3 separate regions of the Mus musculus genome follow, and regions 2 and 3 are each linked to region 1. The links are chromatin contacts, called in public Micro-C and promoter capture Hi-C maps. All regions are on one chromosome and are shown on one strand. Each heading gives the region's core, a stretch centred on a gene start, on an enhancer-like site or on the middle of the called end of the contact. The rest is flanking DNA. Distances are from core to core; before and after follow the strand shown.

Region 1 (3,753 bases), core at 538-3,037:
ATGAGAACGTTAAAATATAAGATACAGATGGATTTGGTGGTATCTAGGCTATTTCTTCTAGTCTAGATCTGAATAATGCGAGTCCCTGGAAATTGTAAGGTGATAAATATAATATTGCATACTGATAGAGTTATGAGTTGTCTCCTGAATTGAATCTTCCTCCTTAGTTCTTTCCTGGCAACTGTAACTATCCTTACAGGCTCCTTCAGGCCATTTCATTTAGGGCAAAGTGGTGAGCACACCCAGTGACTTTTTCCATATCTATCTATATCTAAAAGCACATGAGTATCCAGACAGTAGAGAGAGCAAGGGGAAAGGAAGGAAGGGAGGCAGGGGGCTGAAGAGAGAGCAGCCGGTTTCAGCTAGAGTAAGACCACCAAGAAACTATTAGGAGAGAATGGAAACAAAGAGAATTTCCCTAACAGTGGAAAGATTTGGGGAAATTGATGGAAAGTAGGGAGAGAAGTCAGACATGGCTGTGGGTAACCTGGCCTGGGAACGTGATCCTGTAGTATTTAGAACATGGGTACGGATAGATAAATGCTACTTTGAATGACACCTGAAAGAGCCTGGGTGAGGCTGGAAACGTGACTGGTACCCACAGATATTTGGATAGCAGTTATATTAAGGTTTACCCTGCTTGGAGAAGCAGCCACAGATGGCACTGGATAGCCAATTCTGGTGCCACCGGTTTGTAATCCCAGCTGTTTGGAAGGCTGAGGCAGGAGAATGTTGAATTTAAGGTCTGTTTGGGCTAAACTGAGTTTAAGACCAGCCTGGTTGGACGCTGTCTCAAAAGTGAAAAACAAACAAACAAACAAACAAACAAACGAAGGTGCTGGTAGAGAGGGTTGTGAATGGGATGCAGCTCATTGGCAGGGGCCTTAGGTTTAGTCCGCCTACACACACAAATCACACTGGCTAAATCGTCTTTATCCTCAGTCCTATAGAGGAAGCCTTCTCAGATGTTCAGATTCCCACAACTTCCTAATGTCCCAGAAAGCTGGGTACATTTCACGAGGACAAAAACTTTTTTCTTTAATGTCTTCCCAGTCCTTGAAAAATTAGTGCCGGAAACCTGAAGAATTTCTGGGGTTCGGGGTATCAGCAACCCCAGACCCTTTGTGATTCTGTGAACCCCAGTAGAGGACAAGGACTAAAGACAAGTTTCTCTGAGCCCAGTAGGTTAGACCAGCCAGACATCAGCCATGGGCCTTCAATGTCACAGGTGGTGAGATTGTTCGCTTTTGGTAGAGGCCTCCAAATTCCTTCCCGGTATTTCCAACTTAATAGGAGGCAGTGAAAGTCATGGGCAAACAGGCTGGAGTGAGGAAGGGGGCCTGCCAATGAGTCATTTGGTCCTGGCCATTGCTTTCACTTCTGGGATATTCCAGCATCTCTCTGGGCTGTTACTTAAGCATAAGGATTATCAATCATTTGCTTCCCTAGTTCTGCCAGCAGGGTCGCCAGGAGCGCGATGCAGACCTGCCAGCCGCAGGGGGCCTTATCCATTCATCCATTTACCCACTCACCCACCCTTTCACCCACCTACCCATCCACCCACCCTCCGCCAAGCCCTTCCTCCTGCTTAGCTCAGTTTGGCTCTCCAGGCCTGCGGCGGCGCGTGGGCTTGCCAGCGCGGGGGACAGGGCCTGTGCTCCCGAGGGGTTGCGGGGTCGGGAGGCCGGGGACACCCAGGGGTGTGGCGGCGGCGAAGCCGAGCCCGTCCGAGCCGGCACCTTCGGGCGTCCCTGTCCCACGTGACTGTCGCCTCCTCCCTCCTCCCAGTCGCGCGCGCACGGGCCAGGCGTCTCGACTCCCGCGCGCGCTCGACTGGTCCCAGTCCCCGGGAGGAGAAGCGGAGGAGGGAACGAGCGAGGCGGCCCGGGGGAGCGGGCGCGAGCGGCGGCTGCCGGGGCCGCCTGTGCACCGCGGCGAGGGTGGCGGTGGCCTGAGCAGCGCGAGTGTGATGAGGCTGCCCTGCCTCGCAGCTCCGCTCGCAGCCAGCTGACAGCGCCTGCCCTCAGCACACCCGGAGGGGAGCCGCGGGGCCGTGACCTTGGCCGAGGAGGTAACCGGAGGGAGCGGAAGGGGAGGAGGCGGCGCCACCTGGAGTCCCCGGGACCCCTGGTCCCGCACCCGGTCCTCGCCCTGCGACGACGGGAGTCACGGTCCCCAATGAGTGGCGCGCCCGGCCGGCCGGGCTGGGGCGCTGCGCACGCCGCGGTCCACGGTGCTGAAACTGCTGCCCGGTGTGGCCAGTGCCTGGATGAGGGGCAAGGCTGCCTGCCATTTGCTGCCTCCGAGAGCAAGGGCCGAGCAGGATGAGCTGGGACCCAGATTTCTCTGCTCTTCTGGCTGATTGTTCCAGGCTTGTGCAGTTAGCTTGCTCTCGGAGGTGAGCCAGGTGATTGCTCAAGGCTTGACTTCCCATCAGCCTTGGGTTGCTTGGACCTAATTTGGAAGCTTTCTTCCAAAGATTAGTCAGGATCAGGTCCAGACTTAGCGCACCGAGGTGGGAGCACAGAGGAGCCATGGGCTGGCAGTGAAAGCAGGTGAAAGTGGAAAAGCCTATGTATGCCCAGGCTGTGTGGGGAGCCCAAGAAATGGAGAACAAACATGTGCCTGAAAAGAACACTTGTGGGGAAGGGGCCTCTGTCGCGCCTGCCATGGGAAACTAGCTGGCTACTAGGAGAAAGTGGGCTGCAGCGGGTGTTGGCTTTCTGCCCTTTGGGGAGAACCGCATCAAGTGGAGCAGCAAGTATCCAGGGAGAACAGTGGGTATTAGGGAAGTGCCAACCATGGGGTTTTTAAGTAAGTACCTAATACTTTTAAAAAGAGAGTATTCACAAAATGAAGTCCACAAAAACCTTAGCTAGCTGACTATTTCGAACTGGAAGGTTGTCTGTTGAGATTTCCTGGGGCTACTACAGATGTAAACTTCTGCCTTTGTATTTCTTTAAAAAAGAAAAACTCCATGTCTGGTGTTCTCCTCATCCCAGAAATGAAAGAATTCTTCCCGTGGTTTGGGTACTGTGAACATGAAGGTGTGTGTGTGTGTGTGTGTGTGTGTGTGTGTGTGTGTGTGTGTTGGCGGATGTCTGTTCCCCCCAGGACTACCAGGCTCTCACTAGAGGCTCTCTAATTCTTTGCAGGGCAGATTGATCATCCTTGTATCTGAGCTACCAAGTTCTGGGTGAAATGGCTCAGGGAAATAATTATGGACAGACCAGCAACGGGGTGGCGGACGAATCACCCAACATGCTGGTGTACAGAAAGGTAAGAATTCTTCACTTCCCTAGGAAACGGGAAACTTCAGCTTGATTTCTTTTTCTTTCTTTCTTTCTTTCTTTCTTTCTTTCTTTCTTTCTTTCTTTCTTTCTTTCTTTCTTTCTTTCTTCCTTCCTTCCTTCCTTCCTTCCTTTCTTTCTCTTTCTTTCTTTCTTTCTTTCTTTCTTTCTTTCTTTCTTTCTTTCTTCCTTCCTTCCTTCCTTTCCCTTCCTTCCTTCCTTCCTTCCTTCCTTCCTTCCTTCCTTCCTTCCTCCCTCCCTCCCTCCCTTCCTTTCCTTCCTTCCTCTTTCCTTTATTCCTTCCCCTTTCCTTTATTCCTTCCTTTTGTCCTTCCTTCCTTCCTTCTTTCCTTCCTTCCTTCCTTTTTCTTCTTTCTTTTGCCTGAATCAGAGTATTTATCAACTTTGTGAACTCCCAGAGCATCAATGGTTAAGTACTGCACTAAAAGATGATCAGATGCTC
Region 2 (3,753 bases), core at 397-2,896, 110 kb after region 1:
AAATGATAAAAATGTAGAGAAATCTCTGGCACCAAACTAACAAACAGATATTACCATCCATAACATTTCTAACTGGTTAAATTAGCATGACTAACTCTGTACACTTTGAAATAGAAAGTCATCGTTTTATAAAACTCCATATTCTGGAATAGAGTTTTCTTATGTGCATTTTAAATTTTATTAGTTTTCACATGAGAACACAAGATGACTGGTTGCAATTATTTGTAACTGGTTTATCCCAAGTGGCTGCTTGTCAGAAGCTGAGTCCCCTGCATGGAGGTCCAGGGAGGAAATGACATGGACACGGGGCTGGTGTGATGTCCTAAGGTCAATGTGGCATGCCTTCCAAGGGCATGAATATGGCTCTCATGAGACCTGGGATTGCCCTGAGGGTGAGCTTTTTATATGAGCAAGCCCAGCCCTGGAATCACTCTGTAGCTGTTTGTCTGGGGACATGAACTTCCTTTTGTCCCTGCATTCTCTATAAAGTTCTCAGTAAAGCTGAAGGTGAGCCATCCCGAACTATGTCTCAAGTAGACCTCTTTTCTTTAGGAAGCTAGTTGGTAGCATAAGCATTTACAGTAATGAAGAGAGAACTGCTCGGTCAGTTCCTCTCTAAGTGCTAACAAGTACACACTCATGTGCTAACAATTGCTTTGTAATTGTCATTCCTCCTGCTAGTTACTGATGTCATTATTATCTTATCAATACAGAATACTGCTACATGGATGAATTAGGCATATTTATTATAAGGGGCTAACCTGTTTCTGCCTCTTTGCCAGCAATATTTCAGTGGGAGAGGCAAATCAAAAAGCTTGACTTCATACAAAATGAAGGTTGAGGACGTCCATTCTTTCTGTTGGTCTGGTTTCGGGACTTTGACATTTTGAGAAGCAAATACAACTCATTGCCAATGGCCTTAGAATTCTGCTTTGTGGCTGCAAACAGTACATACATATCCAACTTATTGTGAGTACAAGAAAATAGATGATGCCATACAATGAGATCTTCAGGGAGAGCTGAGTGGTAGGGCTAGGGGCATGGTTCCGTCATCCTAGGGTACTCGGTTGGTTTGTAACGTCCTTTCAACTACCGTTAGAAGCATGGCTGTTACTTTTCAAGCTTGTCATCTCATGTAACTGCAGATTTTTAAAATGCATAAACAACAACAACAGCAACATCTATAAAAACAGGAGGCAAGAAACAGTCAGATAAAACAAATAATTCCTTCTCTTTTTGCTTTTCCTCCTCTTGGTAATTTTTTCCTCATTCTTCCTTCTGTCTCCTCCTCCTCTTTCTCTCTCCTTCCACTTCCTCCTCCTTCCCTGTTTCTCTCCCTCCTCCCTCCTTTTCTCACTCCCTTTCTTTTTCCCATATTCCCTTTCCCCTAAGCATCTTCAGCAGCCCTCTACTCATTCTCTACACTGGATGAAGGGAGTCATAGATTGAGGCACTCTCAGCCACAATCCCAAGAAGCTTCTTCTGCCAGTCAGGCAGAATGAGGGATGGGAAGGACCATTGAGTGGAAAAGTGAAATCACCATCAGAATGAAAGAACAGTAAAAATTGCTGCAGTTCCTCCATTCATTCCATTGGTCCCAGCAGCAGGAGGCCTGTAACTGATATTGCCATGGAAACCAGGCAGGGGCAGAGCTGCTGGCGCATGTGTGTTCCAGGCTCTAAGTCCTCACATTTTAAAAGGTCATTTGCTTACTGCTTACGTTAGTAGTTTCTTCTTCCCAAGCAATGATGCCCTAACTGAGTCCAAGAGTACACCGTGGGAGGTCTGATTGAATGGATTCTGACATCAGCTCTGCCATTCAACATTTGTGTGACCTGGAATTAGCCCTGCCACCTCTCTGTGCCTCCAGGTTGTCATCTGTGGAACTAAACAAGCTGTTTTAGCTGTCTGAATCTGATTGCCATTGTTCTATAATTTTGGTTTCTTGCGATAAGTTATCATAGTCAATTTCAGGCTTCTGGCTCTCAAATACCCATGAAATTATTAAATAAATTTGCTTTCTTCAGCTACATTAAATATCAAAGAGTTTATTAATGTTAGGATAAGTAAATTAGTGGAAAACTGTTCAGAGCCTGAGAGATTTATGAAGGCAGAATTTTACACACACACACACACACACACACACAGAGAGAGAGAGAGAGAGAGAGAGAGAGAGAGACAAGCTTGCTTTAGTGTCCTGGACATGAATTTTGTGAGAAGCTGGAGACTCATGAAGACTTTTAATCCTTTATCAGCAAGTGTCACCTAAAGACTTACTTTGTATTAGACACAGCACTGTGTACTGAGAAGGTATTCAATTTGATATGTATATCTCTTTGGATTGTTTGCTAACAGCAACAGTGACCTAAAGAAACAACAGCTTAAGGCAAGAACTATGGGACTTTTAACATGTCAATCCCAGGAGCAGGGTAATATATGGAGACCTAGGCTTTTCTAGCATAACTGCTTTGTGGTTATGTGTGTCTCTCTATTCCTTCTTGGTCAGGGTCTGTTGCCAGCTTTACCTAGTGGACCTGATTCTAGCCTGCAAGGAGAAAGGAACATAGAAAGAAAAGAAAGGAAGAACCTTTCAGATGCTCTTTAGAGAAGGTTTATGCTTACTGCCTATATGTCTGCCTGTGAAAAATAATGATCTTTTATTTTGCTATGTGCCTATAAAAAAAAACCTAGTGGTTCTATCACTTGGACAGAGGATGGATATAAATAAATGCTAAAATTCTTTGTGTACTATAGCTCTATTTTTTGATGCACTCTGTTAAAATGCCCCATAGAAAAAACAAAAAGGACATACATATGAATTTTTATGGAAAGTGGCAGGGGCAGGTAAAGAAAAATAAGGAAAGTCTTCTAGGATGATGTAATATCTAAATTGAGACTTACTATATTGATTTTAAGCAATAAGCATTACTTTAAAAAGCAGCAAAAGAAAGCATAGATACCAAGTTACAGAAGGGAATGATGTGGGAGCGGGAGGCAAAGATTATGTCATAGGATTCACTTCACATCATCAGAGGAGTTCTACGAATGGCTATTAGATTTTGTCTGTAAGCTGGTGACTTATAACAAACCTGTGATTCTGAATCACAGCAATGGACAATTCACAACGAAAATTGCATCAAATACAAGAAAACCCCTCGCTAAGAAGTTATTTTCAACTGATAGCTTCTGCGGGAGAGAAAAATAGTTTTCTTCAATAGAGTGATGCTGGGTATATCATCCGTACTTCAGGGCAGGCGCCATGCTCAGGAGTCATCAGGCATAATAAATTCCATTAAAAATAATTAATTAAATGCAGTGCCCACTCACGAATCACTGCATAGAGGAATGGAGAGACAGCTCCGTTAAGAGCACATAGTGCTCTTGCAGAGGACTTAAGTTTAGCTCCTAGCCCTCATGTCAGGCAGCTCCTAACTGCATGTACCTTTACCTTCAGGGGAGTCATCACCCTTTTCTGTACTCCATGGGCACCTGCATTCCCATTCACATACCTATATGTAGATACACACATGTATACATAATTTCTGAAAGTATAGAAATAAATCCTTTAAAAAACCAAATAGATGTATAGATCTGTGAAGCCAGTAGGCTCTTCGAGTTATGGTCAACTAATTTCTTACAAAGGTATCCAAGTAATTCACAAAAGATAAGTGTAATGATTTTCTTTCCCAGTAAAAGATAATTAGATATATAAATATAAGCAGTGAATTTAGATGTATGTCTTATATTTTATAC
Region 3 (3,753 bases), core at 538-3,037, 110 kb before region 1:
CTGGGTATTATACTGCAGGATTGGTAGGAGTGGTGTACGGTTATGGAATTACATGTCCAGTATGGAACAGCAAATAATGCATGTCATTGGACAAAAGCAAAGCAAAGTGACCCGAGGCTCAGAAACGATTCTCTTTCCTCCTTCCCGTGCCTCTCCCATAGATTAAGAATGTGCTGCACTCAGCCAGGCTACTGGGAGATGCTTCAGTGTCCTTCACAGACAACTGTGTGGTCGGGATCCAGGCCAACACAGAGCGGATCAACAAGCTAATGAATGAGTCTTTAATGTTGGTCACAGCTCTTAATCCACATATAGGTAAGTTTGGAGGGTAATGCCATTTTGAAAACAGTTACTGAAAAGCTTAAAAAAAAGAAACCTTTAAAGTTTTTGAAAAAATCTCTGTGTGTGTGTGTGTGTCTGTCTGTCTGTCTATGTGTATCTGTGTGTCTGTATTGGATATCTATGTCTGTCTGTCTTCCCATGAGGTGCATGTGGAGGTCAGAGCTGAGCTTACAGGGATGGATCAGTTCTCTCCTTCCACCATGTGGGTCTGTGAGCTGGAACTCAGCAGCAGTCGTGTTGGAGAGCAGCCGGGCACACAAAGCATCTCAGCAGCCCTGATTTCATAGTCAGGACCTCGGATGCTGGTGTTTATGCCAACAGCTGGAGAGGGTGACCTGTAAGACCCTCCCTCGTTGGTAACGTCACTAGGTGGCACTGCCTGATCACCGATGATAGCAAATGGATTCATTTGTTTCTTCCTTCCTAGATGCCATGTAATATTTTGATTTTGTTTTATTCAATTCAAATATAGAATGTTACAAATTAAAAGGGAAAGATATATATTGGTGTTTATAGGGAAAGGTAAGAAAACTAAATGGTTTTTCTGAAACTATCTTTTGTGTTCCTAGTCTTTTCCTGATTTTAAGTGTTTTATGCAGACTTAGATTGCAGCTGACCACCACCACTGTCCATCCCATTAAGACATCTGCTCTGGCTTCCACGGGCTGTAGGCCATTGCTGTGGTCTGCTGCTGTGCAGGCCATCGCTGTGTAGATGGCATTGGGCTGCTTTAGAATGAGTAATGATACAATCTTGTATCATGATGCAGTTAACACTTTAGAATGTTCAATAATCCTGACCTTAGGGGGGCTGATATTATTCATGGTTTTATCTATCTATCTATCTATCTATCTATCTATCTATCTATCTATCTACCTACCTACCTACCTACCTACCTACCTACCTACCTATCTATTTTAGTTTTATAGAGTTGGTGAAACGATTTGACTCATTTAAAATTGTTACACACCAGCATTTAAGTCCGAAGGTCCAAAGCAACCCTAGAGGCTTGTGAGAGAAGTGCTTCACCTGACCTTCCTGTGTTGCCAACACTTGTAGGTTAGACGCCCTGTTCAAGCAGATGCCTGGGAAGCATCTTAGACTCTAGGACAGAGACACCCAAAGACCACGTCCCTGGCAAAAGTGCTTTATGATCTCGGCAAGAACCACCGCGCTGGCTGAGTGAGGCCTGGTCTGGGCTCTTAGTGGCTCTGTGATACACGAGGGTCGTACTGAGTACTGGTTTGTGTGGTGGGCAGGGACGCCTACGTTGTAGTCCTCATTCACACAAAAAGCACAGAAGACAGTTTGACCCAAGAGTTTAACGTGACCATTCTTTCTGCAAGTGACTCGGTTACTCCATGCCTGTGCCAGCACAGTGAACGTGCATAGGTTCAGCTAAGACTAAAGTGAAGCAGGCAGTTTGGTTGTGGTTGCAGCCAGACGTGTTCCAACCACACTGCACCACCTGGTTACCACATTGCCTCAGCAGGCCCCGCCCCCTTGGTCATAGTCCTCTGACTTTTAAGTTTACTTTGCCTCTGTCACTGACGTCATCGTCCTTGCCTTTGCCTTCTGTCAGTTTTCAATGTCAGAGCGACCTTGAGAATTTCTCGGTGCCAGCCGTCGTGTAAAAGCAGATGACTGTTGAAGTGAACCAGGGTCTCTGATGTTTTGCTTTTTGAGGCAGGGCTTGCTGTGTAGCCCAGGTTGAGACTCACTGTCATCCCCTGGATGCTAGGGTTACAGTGCATCGTCCTGCCTGGGTTGCCTGGCTTCCTTGGTGCCAATAGATATGTTGGCTAAAACTCTCCCCTCCTTATCCTTGTAATGCCTAAACCCTAAGCAGAAGCCAGGGAATGGCAGCCGGTGTGCTGGAGCACCGAGCAGAGCAGGGCTATGGGAACCATGGGAACTGGTTACCGCCGGTTACATAGCTGTCTGTTCCTACAACCTGCCGCAATGAACGTTTTAGTGCTGCCTTAGAAAGATAATTAATGGACAGCACAGCCAAGTGTGGATTTTATGCTGTGGTGCCTCTTCTCTTCTCTTCTCTTCTCTTCTCTTCTCTCTCTCTTTCTCTCTCTCTCTTTCTTCTTTTTAAATGTTTCTTTTAATTATTGGTCCATTTCAACAAATCTTGGATAAAATGAGGTATGCTTAAGTCTGTTTCTCAAGCAAATCAAGGTTGTATTCTATAGAAGACATGATAGTTATTGGCATGGTCACTTTATAGTTTTAAAATAGATTATGTTATGTAAGAGGCCTGTAACATCAGTATCAGTTGCTTTTTATTTTAGAAAAATTTCACTACTGATGTTTGTGTTGTGTGTCTTCCCTTCAGGGTATGACAAAGCAGCAAAGATTGCCAAGACCGCACACAAGAACGGATCAACCTTAAAGGAAACGGCTATTGAACTTGGCTATCTCACAGCAGAGCAGTTTGATGAGTGGGTGAAACCCAAGGATATGCTGGGTCCAAAGTGACTTCAATAAATTTATATTAAAATAAACTTAAGAAATTTACAAACAAGACCTTTTTAAAATTTAATTTAATTTTTTAACTTATTCACTTTATATCCCACTCACTGTCTCCCTCCCTGTCACTTATTTCCACAATCATCCCCCCACCCCCATCTCCCCTTCTTCTCTTTGCTGGTGGGGTCCCCCCTGGTATCCTCCCCACCCTGACACTTCAAGTCTGCGAGGCTAGGCACTTCCTCTCCCACGAAGGCCAGACAAGAAGGCCCAGCTAGAAGAACATATCCCACACACAGGCAACAGCTTTTGGGATAGCCCCCGCTCTAGTTGTTCAGAACCTACATGAAAACCAGGCTGCATGTTCTGCTATGTATGTGTGGGAAGCCTAGGTCCAGCCTGTGTATGTTCTTTTGTTGGTTTGGATTCTGAGAGTCCCAAGAGTCCAGGTTAGTTGACTCTGTTGGTCTTCCTGTGGAGTTCCTATCCCCTTTGAGGCTTACAATCTTTCCTCCTTTTCTTCCATAAGAGTTCCCAAGCTCTGTCCACTGTTTGGCTATGGGTGTCTCTGTCTGAGTTAGCTGCTGGGTGGAGCCTCACATGTTCCTATCTGTTACCATAACAGAGTAGCATTAATAGTGTTAAGGATTGGTGCTAGCCCATGGGATCGATCTCAAGTTGGGCTGGTTACTGGTTAGCCATTCCCTCACTCTCTGTTCCCTCCTGCGTGCCTGCATTTCCTATAGACAGGTTAAATTTTGGGTTGAAAGTTTTGTGGGTGGGTTGGTGTCTCTTATCGCTCCACTGGGGTTCCTCTCTGGATACAGGAGGTGGCTTCTTCAGGTTCCATATCCCCAATGGTGTGAATCACAGCTAAGATCACCTCCACTGATTCTTGGGCACCTCCCTTAAGACTGTTTTTAAATGAAAATG

What was found. Promoter capture Hi-C pulls out the DNA fragments that hold promoters and counts their contacts. Hi-C and Micro-C count contacts between places; a contact is called where the count stands out from the background.
Region 2: a contact with region 1 is called in a Micro-C map of stem cell-derived neural progenitor cells, with 4 times the contacts expected there. The contact joins the enhancer-like site here to the promoter of Rgs7 in region 1. A contact is called at or near these places in 1 of 39 promoter capture datasets (stem cell-derived epiblast-like cells), 2 of 484 Hi-C or Micro-C datasets (cerebellar granule neurons and stem cell-derived neural progenitor cells) and 2 of 9 other capture datasets (adipose tissue and pancreatic islet).
Region 3: a contact with region 1 is called in a promoter capture Hi-C map of hippocampal neurons, with 4 times the contacts expected there. The contact joins the enhancer-like site here to the promoter of Rgs7 in region 1. A contact is called at or near these places in 4 of 39 promoter capture datasets (embryonic stem cells, hippocampal neurons and liver), 4 of 484 Hi-C or Micro-C datasets (the N1E-115 cell line, cerebellar granule neurons, cerebellum and 1 more), 2 of 115 datasets of contacts at active chromatin or transcription factors (astrocytes and neural progenitor cells) and 2 of 9 other capture datasets (adipose tissue and pancreatic islet).

What each region holds. Positions count from the first base shown.
Region 1 is chr1:175,490,579-175,494,331 of GRCm38.p6, reverse strand. It overlaps Rgs7 (regulator of G protein signaling 7), which reads left to right and starts at 1,787. Exons shown (of 18, transcript NM_001347195.1): 1 at 1,787-2,071; 2 at 3,156-3,279. The coding sequence starts at 3,202.
Region 2 is chr1:175,383,719-175,387,471 of GRCm38.p6, reverse strand. All of the region lies in intron 2 of Rgs7 (regulator of G protein signaling 7), which reads left to right. Among named protein-coding and RNA genes, the nearest start is that of Rgs7, 110 kb to the left of the region's middle. Within about 2 kb of position 1,646, at least 42 of the 459 cell types and tissues checked have an H3K27ac peak or open chromatin away from gene starts, as enhancers often do. A contact at or near this core is called in stem cell-derived neural progenitor cells, where this site is marked.
Region 3 is chr1:175,600,500-175,604,252 of GRCm38.p6, reverse strand. It overlaps Fh1 (fumarate hydratase 1), which reads left to right. Exons shown (of 10, transcript NM_010209.2): 9 at 162-315; 10 at 2,687-2,875. The coding sequence ends at 2,829. Among named protein-coding and RNA genes, the nearest start is that of Fh1, 23 kb to the left of the region's middle. Within about 2 kb of position 1,787, at least 13 of the 459 cell types and tissues checked have an H3K27ac peak or open chromatin away from gene starts, as enhancers often do. A contact at or near this core is called in hippocampal neurons and liver, where this site is marked.